Regions from separate parts of the Zea mays genome. Here region 2 is linked to region 1. The links are chromatin contacts, called in public Hi-C maps. All regions are on one chromosome and are shown on one strand. Each heading gives the region's core, a stretch centred on a gene start, on an enhancer-like site or on the middle of the called end of the contact. The rest is flanking DNA. Distances are from core to core; before and after follow the strand shown.

The links. A called contact is a pair of places that touch in the nucleus more often than the background predicts.
Region 2: a Hi-C map of leaf shows a contact between it and region 1, with 6 times the contacts expected there. The contact joins the promoter of LOC100193917 here to the promoter of LOC542124 in region 1. A contact is called at or near these places in 2 of 25 Hi-C or Micro-C datasets (ear and leaf).

Annotation. Positions count from the first base shown.
Region 1 is chr3:14,446,222-14,452,966 of Zm-B73-REFERENCE-NAM-5.0, reverse strand. It overlaps LOC542124 (single myb histone 6), which reads left to right and starts at 4,070. Exons shown (of 6, transcript NM_001111756.1): 1 at 4,070-4,168; 2 at 5,298-5,508; 3 at 5,667-5,890; 4 at 6,016-6,100. The coding sequence starts at 5,359.
Region 2 is chr3:14,777,957-14,785,392 of Zm-B73-REFERENCE-NAM-5.0, reverse strand. LOC100193917 reads right to left here and starts at 2,900. Exons shown (of 39, transcript NM_001349879.1): 1 at 2,591-2,900; 2 at 1,944-2,157; 3 at 1,764-1,859; 4 at 1,563-1,680; 5 at 1,302-1,475; 6 at 900-1,070; 7 at 722-777; 8 at 535-624; 9 at 301-449; 10 at 70-152. The coding sequence starts at 2,747. It also overlaps the pseudogene LOC103649725.

The sequences.
Region 1 (6,745 bases), core at 2,821-5,320:
TTTGGTGGTAGCTAGAAAAGCAATCAAGGAGTGACATGACTTCGCACCCGGTCGCACTATCGACGATCTTGTCGATCCGAGGCAGCGGGAAATTATCCTTGGGGCAGGCCTTGTTGAGGCTGGTGAAATCAATGCACATCCGCCACTTGTCGCTCTTCTTCTGCACCATTACTACATTTGCGAGCCACGTAGGGTAGGCGACTGGCTCGATAAAGTTGGCCTCAAGCAGGCGGTGTACCTCAGCCTTGGCGGCTTCTGTCTTCTCATCAGACATCTTGCGCAGCCGCTGCTTCTTCGGCCTCACCAAAGGGTCAATTCCCAAGCTGTGCTCGATGATAGAGCGATCGACTCCGACCAGGTCGAGGGCGGACCAGGCGAAGACGTCTTTATTTTTGGACAGACAGGAGAGGAGTCTCTCCTCGTCATGCGAAGTGAGGTCTTCGCTGATGATGACCGTTTGCTTGGGCGTTGCCTGGTCGAGGGGGACAGTCTTGGTCCCATCGTTGCTCTGCAGCTGTGCCTTTTCATGCTCTTTGGCGGTTGGGCTGGCAGACTCGGGGGCCTCGCGTTGGGCCGTGAGGCAGTGTACGTTCCTTTGCCTAGGAACGAAGTCTCTTTCTATGTTGCGCGCGGCCTGCAGGTTGCCGTAGACTGTGATCGCGCCTTGCGGACCTGGGATCTTCATGCACAGGTAAAGTCCGTGAATGGCTGCCTCAAACTTGTTGATGGAGCCCCGACCCATTATGGCGTTGTACGGGTACATCATGTCGACGATGTCGAAAGTGACTTGCTCGCTTCGTGCATTGGGTGCTACACCGAAGGAGAGGGGTAGCTCTATTTTGCCGACAGGAAAGGTGTCCTTGCCGCCGAAGCCATACAGTGGGTTGTCCGAAGGTTTGATCAAGCTGTGGCTGATGCCCATGCGGACAAAGGTGTGGAGGAAAATGATATCTGCCTGGCTGCCGTTGTCAACTAAGACTTTGTGCAGGTCTCAGCCTGCCACGCTGCAGTTGATAACCATGGCGTCGATGTGGGGTGCGCTGCGCAGGTCGACGTCTCGGGCGTCGAAGGTCAATGGCACATGGGACCACTTTGTCTGCACGACTGGACCAGTGACGGCGACATGGTTGATGCTGCGGTAGTGGTCCCTCTTCTGTCGCTTTGTGTCGAAGTCGACGCTGGACCCCCCAGTGATCATGTGAATGACTCCGCGATACGGCTGATCGGCGAAGTCTTCTTGTTTTGGGGCTTGGGGGTGGTGGATGTTTTGCTGTTGCGGGTGTGGAGGTGGAAGCGGGGGAGGTACGATTTGTACCTCCTGGTGGTGTGGGTATGCGTGGTTAGGTGGATGCTGAGCGGGGCCGTGGTTGTATGATTGAGGGAGTTGTTGATATGTGTGCGCGACAACTCTAGGGTTGTCGGCTGGTTGCGCCCGAGACATCCTGTCTCTGGTGGCCTTCGTTTCTAGGCAGTCCCTTGTAGGGTGCGCGCAGTCTTCGCCGTGGAACAAACAGTAAAATCTGCGCGGCTGCTGCGCCCATCCCCGGCCCCGACCACGAGTTCCGTTGTCGTGGCCCTGGGGGGGATACTCTTGGCGGCGAGGGGCCTCACCAGCGGGGTGCTGGTTGGCGATGTTGTGTACCTGCTGCTGACTGCGGCCATCTCGACCGGAGTCTGCCTGCGAAGGTCTCATCCACGTACGGGTGGACTGCGGAGGGTCTTTGGGTTTCCTCTGGGACTCGACTTTGCGCTGGTGGAGCTCTTCGGATCTGGCATATTTTTTGAACAGCTGATACAACTCCTGGAGGTTCTTGGGTGGATCTCTGATGCAGTGGCTGTAAAGGACGCCAGCCCGAAGGTCACTGATAGCGTAGTGAATGGCTATTTGGTCATCAACCGAGGGCAGTTGTGACTTGAGAGTCAGAAACTTGCGGTAATACTCTCGCAGAGTTTCTCTTTCCAGCTGCTTGTAGAGTGACAGTTCAGCCAAGGCGTCGGTGTCTGGGCGGTACCCTTGGAAGTTGAGCAAAAATTTGTCCCGCAGACTTCTCTAGGAGTCGATGGACAACGGGGGCAACCTGGTGTACCAAGTGAGAGCCGGGCCTTCGAGAGCGATGATGAATGATTTGGCCATCGTGGCGTCGTCCCCTCCGGATGATGCAACGACGACTTGGTAGCTCATGATATACTGTGCTGGGTCAGTGCTGCCGTTGTACTTGGGGTAGGTCCCTGCCCTGAAGTTGGCGGTCCATGGTGACACTTGCAGGTGCGGTGCCAGGGGACTTCGCTCGTCAAGGTAGTTGACACCTTGGAATGTTGTGGCGTGCGGGATGACGGGTCCGCGCTGAGGAATGAACAGGTCTTTGAATGGCACGCGCTGTTGGAGGGGTGGGCCTTGTTGCAGACCAAGTTGGCCTTCGCTCTGCATGAGCGCAATCTCTTGCTCAAGCTCCTGAGCCTTCCGCTCCTCGTCACGTATCATCTGGCGCACCTTGGCTTGCGCAGAGACACGTTGGCGCTTGGCCTCGAGGATCTCCTTCTCCTTCTGGAGGTTGCGGTTCTTGATGCGCAAGGCCCGCAGCTGTAGCTGTTCTTCTGCTGAAACGCCGATGGCTTCGCCATCCTCAGTGGCGTCCGCGCCCTCCGGTAGAGCGAAGCCTGGGGGGTTGCGGCTGTCCTCTGGAGCTGCAGGTGCGGAGGCTGCCTTCGGGTGTGGGTTGTTCATTGCGCTGCCTCTTGCTGAGTGCGTCGTCTTCGCAGGCTTCTTGGTGGGTGGTGTCGACAAGGGCCTTGCCCTTTTTCTCGGCCAACAGCGCTGCCTTCGCTGCTTCGTCAACGGATGGGGCTGCCTTCGAGCTAGCTCTCTTGGGTGCCATCGCGGGTGGTTTTTTCGTAGCACGAACGGTGGGCGCCAAATGTTGGAACTCGCCACGAGGGCAGCATCTCCACCATCTAGCGATAGTCGAACTGGTCCCTCAGAGGGCAAATGTTGGGGCGAAGGCGAAGCCGCTACCCTTCGCTCGATGCCTTCGTCGATCTCGCCGCACCAACGGAGGCAAAGCGACCGGCAGTTTCCACCCTTCGTCCAACACGCTGCAAGACGAAGGCCTACGACGAGGTCGCCCCGTCTAGCTCAGTCGGTAGAGCACAAGGCTCTTAACCTTGTGGTCGTGGGTTCGGGCTCTACGGTGGGCGTCAAATGTTGGAACTTGCTCCCCCGAGCAAGATGATCCAACGGGGGAGTGAAAGTAATGCAAAAAGGTTTTAGCTCAGGAAGGCAATTGCTCTGTTAATCCAGTCTCTCAAGGGCACTGTGCAGGGGTATTTATAGGTGCCTGAGTACCCAGCGTCTTGGATTAAGGACGCATGTGCCCTCAGGCGCCTAGGTCATCCCCGAAATATTCCAATAAAGCAGGGTTACAGACTGTCATTACAGAAAAGTCTTTACAAATCGGGCCCGTAATACACTCAGCCGACCGGGGCCTGTTACAATGAGCCGAATTCCGCGTGGGCCTTCGTGTTGGACGAGGCCGCGAGACGGAGCGACCTCGTCGTAGGCCTTCGTCTTGCGGCGTGTTGGACGAAGGGTGGAAACTGCCGGTCGCTTTACCTCCGTTGGTGCGGCGAGATCGGCGAAGGCATCGAGCGAAGGGTAGCGGCTTCGCCTTCACCCCAACAACGTGCTCTCCAATGATGAGACCATACAGAGCGTGACATATATCGAAGTCTGCATGATACTGATGGTTTCAATGTAGTGGTGAAACAGATATATTATAAATAACAAAATTTATGTATGGCCAGAATCACAAATTGATTATGAAACATTTTCTCGTAACGGTATAACACACATTTTATATATAAGTTATCGTAGTATACTAATATTATATATTCTCGTTGCAACGCACGGTCATTCAGCTATCATCTAAAAAGGCTAATATAATAAAAAAAAACTGCGCGCACTGCTGTCACCGCGGCGGAGGGAAAAATCGGGCGTACCCCGGTGCCCGTTCACCGCCGTTCACGCCGCGTGTGCGCTCTGGCTCTGCCGCTCTCTCTCTCTCCTGCGCGTGGCGCAACTGCCGTCCTATACCAGGCGCCCAGGTCTAGCCTCGTCGGTGCCTTCGCCAGGTCTTTCTCGGGCCCTTCGCCAACGACGAGCGCCCGCTAGGTATGTGGATCCCTTCTCTGCCCTACCAGTTGTGAGAAACCAAGCACCCGAACCCTAAGTTAACCTATATGGGTATTTGTATATTCGGATCTGATCTAATTGCATTATTGCAAGCGTATACATGTATTATGCGTACCAACTGCGATTTTTTGGCAGAAAGTATCGGGCGAACATTGTACATTTGCACACCCATGTACTTTACTGGCTCTGCCCCTGAACTCACCATCTTCCTGTGTTGATAATTTGTTAAGTTTGTTTGGATTTGTTAGAAAGGGCACCCATGGAGTTTAAGAAATGGAGATGGTTAAGCAGTTCCTTTCAATGCTCCCATGTTGTCTTATGTCCTACATCAATGTTTGTATTGGTTTGTTTTGGTACCATAGGAGGTTAGTTCATGCTGGCATAGCAATGGAATTATTAAATAGAAATGCACAAGCTTATTGAGATATGATTGGATTGGTGTTCACCACTTCTCTGACAAAAAAAGGCAGTTCTGAATTTGCTTTGTAAGCTCTAGTTTGAAGCTCTGTTTGGTCACATCACAGAGGCCATTTTATGCCATTTTGTCTCATATGTACTCCCACACAGTCACAGATAAGTGATGTTTTGGGTTGTGTGCAAAGAACCAACCTAATCTTGGTCCGCAAATCATTCATAAATATATCACGACAGGAACTAGTAGTCAAAGTTATGTATTCAGGACAGTGCCGATGTCTATAACACCACTTTTGTCCGAAGGGAGTAATACTACGATGGATATCATAATCTCTATTCATGAACAGTAATGGAGCCTTTGGAAATCAGCAAATATCTTCAGTAATTTCTAGGCCTGTACATATTTTTATGTTGTACATTAGACTCCCTCTCCAATATTCGGTATATTTAAGTTGTACTTCAAACCTGATTTTCTTCTTTAGCCAATCATGGCAGGATCTTTTACATATTAAAACAAGAACTTATTTGTGATAAGTTTTTGCACATTATGGATTTGTTTGTTGCCAAAATATTCATGGAATTGAGTTTTCAGATGATTCAATGTTTGCAGCAGTGTTAATCTATTATAGTACAACAGTGGCTATATTCTTTTTTTGTTTTACAATGCTTTAATGGATTGAATTTCACAATCCAGGTTAGAAGGTATGCATTCGTGTTCATAATATTGTATTTGACTAAAAAGACTGGGCCTACGCATGGGGGCTCCAAAACAGAGGTGGACTTCTGAGGAAGAGGCTGCTCTTAGAGCTGGAGTAGCCAGACATGGAGTTGGAAATTGGCGCATGATATTGAATGATCCAGAACTTAGCTCCACATTGCGCTACCGCTCGAATGTTGACCTAAAGGTTAAATCTATTCACTCGTTTTTACGTAAGATTGATTTAGTGAAGGGACTGCCATATTTGGGTATTCCTTGAAATCATGTGTCTTTTGGTTTTCAAATTTCTAGATTCATCTTCAATCTTAATGCTCATATGTTCCTTTTTTATTAATCACTACTTAGGACAAATGGCGCAACATGAATGTAATTGTCACTTCATCGAGTACTCGTGACAGGGGGAGAACTTCCACGAGGAGAACCCGAGCTGCTCCTAAGAATAATGACCAATTGTTGGCAATGAGCACAATCACTTCTGAGGTTGATGATGAGATTGTTGATGTAAAGCCCATAGTATCAATGTCTGTTGAAGGATGGAATACTTCAAATTCAAAGAAATCTCACTCAAGGTGATTACATATGCATGTGTAATAATACATAATTGTGCCGTTTAGCTTATCTCCCTCTCTCTCTTCATTATCTCAATAGAAAACTAGATAGACTGAAGTCTTCACTTACTATTGCTTTAATGCAGGCTAGACAATATTATAATGGAGGCTATAAAGAACTTGAATGAGCCTACAGGGTCCCACAGAACTACTATTGCTAATTACATAGAGGTGTGCATTCTTCTCTTGTTTTTGTTTCTTTGAATGAGCCTACAGGGTCCCACAGAACTACTATTGCTAATTACATAGAGGTGTACATTCTTCTCTTGTTTCTGTTTCTTTCTAGAACTTATAGACTTACAATATGCTTTATTTATGGTCTGTCTACGTTCCCATTTTCCTTTACTTTTGAACGTCAACATTATTTGCCTTTTCTGTTTGTAATTAGTCAGCCAAAAAAATTTATACTCATGATATCTTGTTAATAGTAAATGTATTGTTCTTATTTTTGACAAAAGTGTATGATAAGTCAACTACGTGGCTACCCAACCGTCATGAACCCATGATTTTGCCCAAATCGGAAGGGTAGGCGTGGTGTAGTGATGAGAGCTGTCTCGCTGAGTCACCAGATCACGGGTTCAAAGCAGGCTCTCTACATTTACAGGGAAAAAACTTGCATCGGTTTATATATCATAAACATCTAAATAATCAGTGAACACTTGTCATGCCAGAAACAGAACTTCAGCACACCTGATCTGACTGTATAAAAGTTATATATCATAGATATCAAATAGTAGAATCCAATAAAAAAGCATGTCTAGTTAATTAGATTAGATTTCCTCTTGTTGTCCAAAGCGTTAGCTATTGCACTGTCTT
Region 2 (7,436 bases), core at 1,651-4,150, 330 kb before region 1:
GAAAGAAGTGTCAAACAACAGCAATAAGAACTGACAAGTTACATAAGTGGAAAGTGTGTCATTTTGCACCTCAAGAAATTTATGAATAGCATCACGTAGCTCCAGGGGATATTTTCTTTCAATTGCCTTAAAAATTTTCTTAGCCCATAATTCTGAAAAATAGATGAAACAATATATATCAAATACTACATAGTACATACAGTACAGAACACCATGATATGCTTAAAATACATGTATGCACAAAAAAAAAGAAATTACTTGATTAGTTTAAAATGGAATTGAAGCAGCTGTTACAGTTACCTGTGTGATTAATATCTGGGATTCCTGTGGCCCGAGATACCTTGATACAGTTTCCAAGAATTTTGCACACGACACTTTCAATGAAATTCTTCATTGGCAGACTCTCAATAGTTTCAATCAGGTGTGTGTGGCAGGTACCATCGACAATACTGTTCGCATTTTAAGAGTTATAAACGTTCATACAATGCCAGAGAGAAATATGCAAATATAATTACATCAGATAAGCAAAATCACCTGTAGTCAATTAATGATTCAACATAAAGCCTAATGAATTTCTCGATGTTGTATTCACTGGATAATACAGAAAGTATACCAGAAAAATCCCTGAAAAAAGTTTACCATAGGAATTTAACACTTCAACACCAGGAGAAACAGAAAGGAGCAAATATATAATGTGTATGCTGGGAAAACAACGGTAAACCTGATGTCTTTCAAAACCATCAGTGGCTTCTTAGGGAAAACATGGACAGATTGGGACTGTAAAATTAGCAGACATTTATCAATACTTCTACCTCAGCATCACCAATATTGAGTTCAATGATTTACATAGCAAGCCAGAATTTCCTAAGGATATGAATGACAATAAGTTAAATCCAAACCTGAACAAGACTTATAAGAGCCATCACTGAAACACGAAGCCATGGCAAGTCAACTGACTCGAATGCATCATGTTGTGCAGTCCTTGCAACGAAAAGAATCAAATTTTGAACAAGTTTAGGCGCTAGAGTCGCACGGGTTCCAAGTACTCCAACAATCATAAGAGCGCCAGCCTGGTCATAAAGATACAACATAACTGTAGTTATAACATTGCTAAGAAAGCAGGATGTCAATAGTTCTTCAATGGGAAGTAAACCCATATAGCACAATAAAAGATTCATAATGTTCGAAATAGTGTACACACAGTATCCAGTTGAGGGTTGCAAAGTAAAAGGGAAAGAAAAAATATAACAAATATGACCATTGAAAAGGGGCCAAAAAAACTGCAAATCATTTGAGGTAACCTTATATTCCTGGTCTCGCGTCACTGCAGGATTAAGAGAGTCAAACACAAATCCCAACACCCTCTGCACTACATCTGTGTCAAGCTTAGGGACAGCACCCAAACACTCAACAATCACAGCAGTGCAAAAGCAGACGACTGTCTTCGAGTGACTGAATTCCTTTGTTGGTGTAGCCTGAAAGTAAAATGAATTATCAACAAAAAAATATCAAAAATCATGACAGAATCCTACTGTTAAAAGGATTATTAATTTCGGCGTTACATAGTTGCATAGGGTCTCCAGCACAGCCTTATCACGGATGCACTGTTGCACTAGAACACTCCTGGGTGGCGGTGCACCTGAGGACTTGACACCGCCAAGAAATGCCCAGTTACTATTCCTGAAAGCACATCAACCAGCACAAGTTGATATTGAAGACAAATGGAGAAAATAAGTATCTATCCAGACCAGAGCCACACTCACCCTAAGTTGACCAACTGCACGATCCGAACAAACGCATGTGTATCATGGTATGGCAGTGCGCTCAGCAGCAACTCATCCGAATTGTATACATGCACCCTACATGAAGGTTCCCACCAGAAACAAGAGAATAAGCTAGAGCTCGTAGGGCCATCGGCAAAATTAGCTGAGCTAAATTCATACAGGTATCTGCGGATAAGGTATTCAAGGGTCTTGAGGGCAGAGGGAAGATGCAAATAGCCAGCTAGAAGGCGAAGGTAGGTGGAGATAGACTTGTTGAGTTTGTCGTTCTCCTTGGGAGTCAACTGTTCGCGGTTCACCTCAAGGCTAGTCTCCCTGAACAGAGTGTTGCTGTATTTTGCAAATCTCTCGTCTACGCTGGTAAGGTGCTCCAACCCTGAAAAGCAATTTGATTCAGGTACCGTAGAGGAAGAGAAGCTCTTCGAATGAAATACCTCATATGCAAAACTAAATTGGTTTTGTTTTTAAAAACTTCATTCAATTTGAGCTATTAGTGAAGTTTCATAAAATCGCATGCATAATTGCACAAGCATAAACAACTAGGTGTACTATGTAGACGGATGGGATCAACCTGCAAATAGCAGCAAAATCCAGAGGGAATTCCGAGAAAGCTGATTTAGATATTATATTAAATGGGAGCTAAAATAAGAATCAAACGAACCAAACAAAATTCTAGAACGCTCGGTTTAGCGGAAAATACAACCAAGTTGTCCTTCATGAAATGCTGGCTAGTGGCTACTCTAGAAGAGCGCAACTAATAAAGCATCAGCATGCTCGAACCGATCAGGTCGGTAGTTAGTGGTACGAACCAGAGAGGGCAATGGGCAGGATGGCCCGGAGGTCGATGTCGGCGGCCTCTTTGGCGTCGAAGAGCACAGACGGCCGGGTGACGGGCCGCCGAGCCGGCTCCGGCGCAGCGCCGAGCGCCGACTTGATGGCCTTCAGCTGCGATGCGATAGACGACATCGCCGACAGCTTGTCTCGTTGGCGGTGGCCGCGACTCCCTTGATGAGGAGAAAAACTGGTGCCGCCGCTACTGAACCCTAAACCCTGCGCGGCGGGACAATGGCGGCGGCGATGACGGGTCGGGACTCGGGAGAGGATCAGCTGTGTGGCGGTGATAGCCTGAAAAGGCAGAGGCGTACTTAGAGCCCACCTAAAGCGCGGCCCGGTCCAGGTTTTGATAGGCCCTTAAACGGATTTTCGCATGACGCAATGTAGCCCAATATCTCCAGTACGTGTATCCTCCTGCATGTGATTTCGACGTTTGTTGTTCACGTGTGTCACGAATCGGCCACGGCCCACTGTTCGCTGCATAAACAGTCAGCGGATAGACACACACCACTACTCTTTGCCTTGTTCGATGCATGTTGTGTGGCTCACGTGATTGTTTTAAAAAAACTAGAACATTAGGCGCCCCTTCGGGCACCCTACAGTGGTTAAAGGCAGAAGATAATAACTATGTAAATGGTATGGCCTAAAGAGAACACTTGCATTTCTAGCTATTCAATTTTAATATTTTTAGCATATACAGTCGACAGAGAGAACTTGCAAGCAGAACATACAACTATATCGTTGTCTATCGAGCTATCCTACAGTACCTCCTCCTCTTCTTCTTGGTGTTGCTGTCTATCAGTCTTGAGCCAAGCTTTCCATGTACAGTTAGTGGGTGTTAAATGTTCACTCAAGATCGGTCCTGTTGTTGTTATGCACAGGGACGGTGGGTAAGACGTCGAAAGGCCATTACGCTCCGCCTCCTATCTGGCATGCGAGAGCTCCCTCAACGCAAGGTTGAACATCTCCTTTAGGCGCGCGGATGAACTGGAAAGGACGTTCTTCTCGATCCGCTTCTGGTGCCTGCTGGTCTTCGACCACTCGATTCCCAAGGAGACCTGCACATTGCTTGCTCTTTGCTTGGGAGCGAGGTCCTCGACCTGGTACTTGATGTGGAGCTGGAAAAAAAACAAGATAGGAGCGCAGGTCAGAATCCAGATGTGTCGTGTTTCTCTTCTTCTGCTGGTATGAAGAAAATCGGCGCAGCAGGCTTGATCTTTCGTGTGGTGATTAGAATGGACCTCCTGCAGTTTTTTTTGCCGCCACATAGACACAGCTACCCCCTGACCACGTTACAGCACGGAATATCATAACACTAACTAATTGACCAAATGACAAGCATTTTGTTTCTGATAAAAGGAATGTTTTATATGTTTCAAGATCGTTACATCGAGTAATTTAGAAGCTGGAAATACTCCATCTAACAGACTTCAAAATTTTCGTTAAAGAAAACGGGGACTTCTGACAAGCAGAAGAGCATGCAAATTCAACCCAGAACGCCAGAGAGGAAGAAGATTCAGTTACGTATACAAACCGTAAAGAAGTCGCCAAGAAGGACTCCTTGGAGCTCCATCACCTCTTCGATAACCCATCCTTTCTTATTAGGCATAAGAGATTTCTGCTGGGTTCCTGTCACTTCTCCGCCAACGGGAGACAGCTTCTTGCTGAACTTGTAATGGATTTTTCGTTGATACTCATTGGGTTTATCTGATTCTCACTGTGTAGGCGAGTACTTCTGGCATCCAACTTTCTCCGTTACCTTCATTTCCAAGGATCCTCCTAGACACACCTCCATAAGCGAGGCCATCTGGCAAGAGATACATGAATGTCAGTTTCAGCCTCTTATGATGGACCACAATATAGGTAGTTAATAAACTTGCACAAGTGCAGGACTACAAGTGTATATTTAGATTTGCCATACAAGTCGCCTGAACTTACATTGGTCGAAATGGTCGAGGAGAAAACTTCAGTCATCTGAAGGCTCTTGGCATCCTCAATACCAACAAAGACCCCATTGTCCTCACTCTGAAGGGTGTTAATTTGGGATTGTTCTTCCGCAAGCTGTACTTTAAACTCTGTGCTCAGAGATCTTGCCTTCCATAATGCCATTATTGTCCTGTAGAGCACAAACAATATTTATTCCAGAAAAAAAACATATAAATCATGCAAAAGATATTGCAAGAATCAAGACAGTTAGTTGCGACACAAGTTATTTCCAGAGTTTGATTCATAAGAGCCATATGACATACACTCGATGTGTTTAAGGAAGCTGGGCATTTACCTATTGGCCACACTAAATGATGCAAAAGACTGCAAGCAGAACTTAAGTTTTCCATTGTCCATGCTCTTTACACCATGCTTTGCATCCATGCCTCTACCTTTGTGAAGAGTTATTATAATGGATGGACTCCATGATGATATTGATTGAGGTATTCCCTGTATGTCTTCAATATCCTCCCATAGAAAGTAACATTTTGTTTTCCTCCCAAACATGCTTGAATAAAACCCAATTGTTCTTGGAGATAAGAAAACTTGACCCTGAAATTAAAAATATAAGAGTCTGTCAGTTGACTGGACATGTAGTGAGCTATTCAGAGCCATTGAGAACACATGAACACAGTGAGTTGATCCAATAAATCAAACAAAATCAATAGCATATATACAAATATTTAAATCACATAGCATGGAAGGAACAATATGACCATGTCTTTCCAAAAAATGAAATCAATGCACAAGACACTGCTAGCTTACATCTTCAGTTGGTTTCTCTTTCGAAATCACAACATATGAGATTGTAAGAAAATGTTCCTGAATGTTCTCTACTTTTCAATAAAAAGTATAAATCAAATGTTATATCTTTCATAATTCAGGAAAATTTGTGCACGCAAACACTTTTTAAGTATTATCCATCAGCATTCTTCCACAGGGAAAAAGGATCATAAAACATATATTTATCATTCAATCTAATAATTTATGTAAGAAAAAAATCAAACGATTACTTGTGTAGGCAATTTCCTCTTCAAGTAGCAGGTAAAACTGCTGATGAGAAATTCTTCTGCTGGCAAAGAGAAGAGTTCCTGGAATGCAGTATTGGTCCGAGGAGACCTCAGTGTCATCTATCAAAAGTTATGAAATCAGATACGGAAAGTCATGCAGTAATAGGCTAACAGCGTACAGTAACAGTGTACTTCCTAGCAGAAAGGAATGGAAACTCTCACCTTCTTACCAACCTCTTTCTCCATTTTGCTCAGATACTCAGTGACCATGCCGGTCCCTTTTGAGTTGTTCAAGAAAATCCTCAGATGCAACTTGGTCCTATGATTAGTGTGTTGAGCCTGGGAAAGGGAACGAAGGGAGGGTGATCGAATGCATTACTTACCCGGGCAAGCTCCCCGATCTCAAGGTCACTATATTATATGACATAGAAGATCATGATTATTAATTTATTATATATATAATTGGAGTCTACATTATATTTCAAGTAGCATTTAAGTGTCCTCACATTACCATCAAATGTAGTAGGTAATAATTTAAATGTGTCGGGGACCATAATTAGGGGTACCCTCAAGACTCCTAATTCTCAGCTGGTAACCCCCATCAGCATAAAGCTGCAAAGGCCTGATGGGTGCGACTAAGTCAGGGATCAGTCCATTCGAGCGACTCGATCACGCCTCGCCCGAGCCTAGCCTCGGACAAGGGCAGCCGACCCAGAGGATTTCCGTCTCGCTCGAGGCCCCCTCCAACGGCGAACATATTTTCGGCTCGCCCGAGGCCCTGCCTTCGCTAAGAAGCAACCCTGACTAAATCGCCGCACCGACCGACCAAGTCGCAAGAGCATTTAATGCAAAGGTGGCCTGACACCTTTATCTTGACGCGCGCCCCCCGGCAGAGCCGAAGTGACCGCCGTCACTTCGCCGCTCCACTGACTGGCCTGACAGAAGGACAGCGCCGCCTGCGCCACTCCGACTGTGGTGCCATTTGACAGAGTGAGGCTGACAGGCAGTCAGGCCCCGCCGGAGGCATCATAGGAAGCTCCGCTTCGCCCGACCCAGAGCTCGGACTCGGGCTCAGCCCCGGAAGACGGCGAACTCCGCTCCGCCCGACCTAGGGCTCGGACTCGGGCTCAGCCCCGGAAGACGGCGAACTCCGCTCCGCCCGACCCAGGGCTCGGACTCGGGCTCAGCCCCGGAAGACGGCGAACTCCGCTCCGCCCGACCCAGGGCTCGGACTCGAGCTAAGTCCCGGAAGACGGCGAACTCCGCTCCGCCCGACCCAGGGCTCGGACTCGGGCTAAGTCCCGGAAGACGGCGAACTCCGCTCCGCCCGACCTAGGGCTCGGACTCGGGCTAAGTCCCGGAAGACGGCGAACTCCGCTCCGCCCGACCCAGGGCTCGGACTCGGGCTAAGTCCCAGAAGACGACGAACTCCGCTTCGCCCGACCCCAGGGCTCGGACTCCGCCCTGGCCTCAGCCGACGACCTCCGCCTCGCCCGACCCAGGGGCTCGGACTCGGCCTCAGCCACGGAAGACAGACTCGACCTCGGCTTCGGAGGAGCCTCCGCATCGCCCAACCTAGGGCGCAGGCCAGCCACGTCAACAGGAGGCGCCATCATCACCCTACCCCGAGCTGACTCGGGCCACAGGGAACCCGACCGGCGTCCCATCTGGCCAGCTCCGCCAGATAGGCAATGATGGCGCCCCGCATGCTCTGTGACGATGGCGGCTCTCAGCCCCCTTACGGAAGCAAGAGGACGTCAGCAAGGACCCAACCGCTCCGACAGCTGTCCCTCCGCCAGGCTCCATCGCTCCTCCGACGGCCACG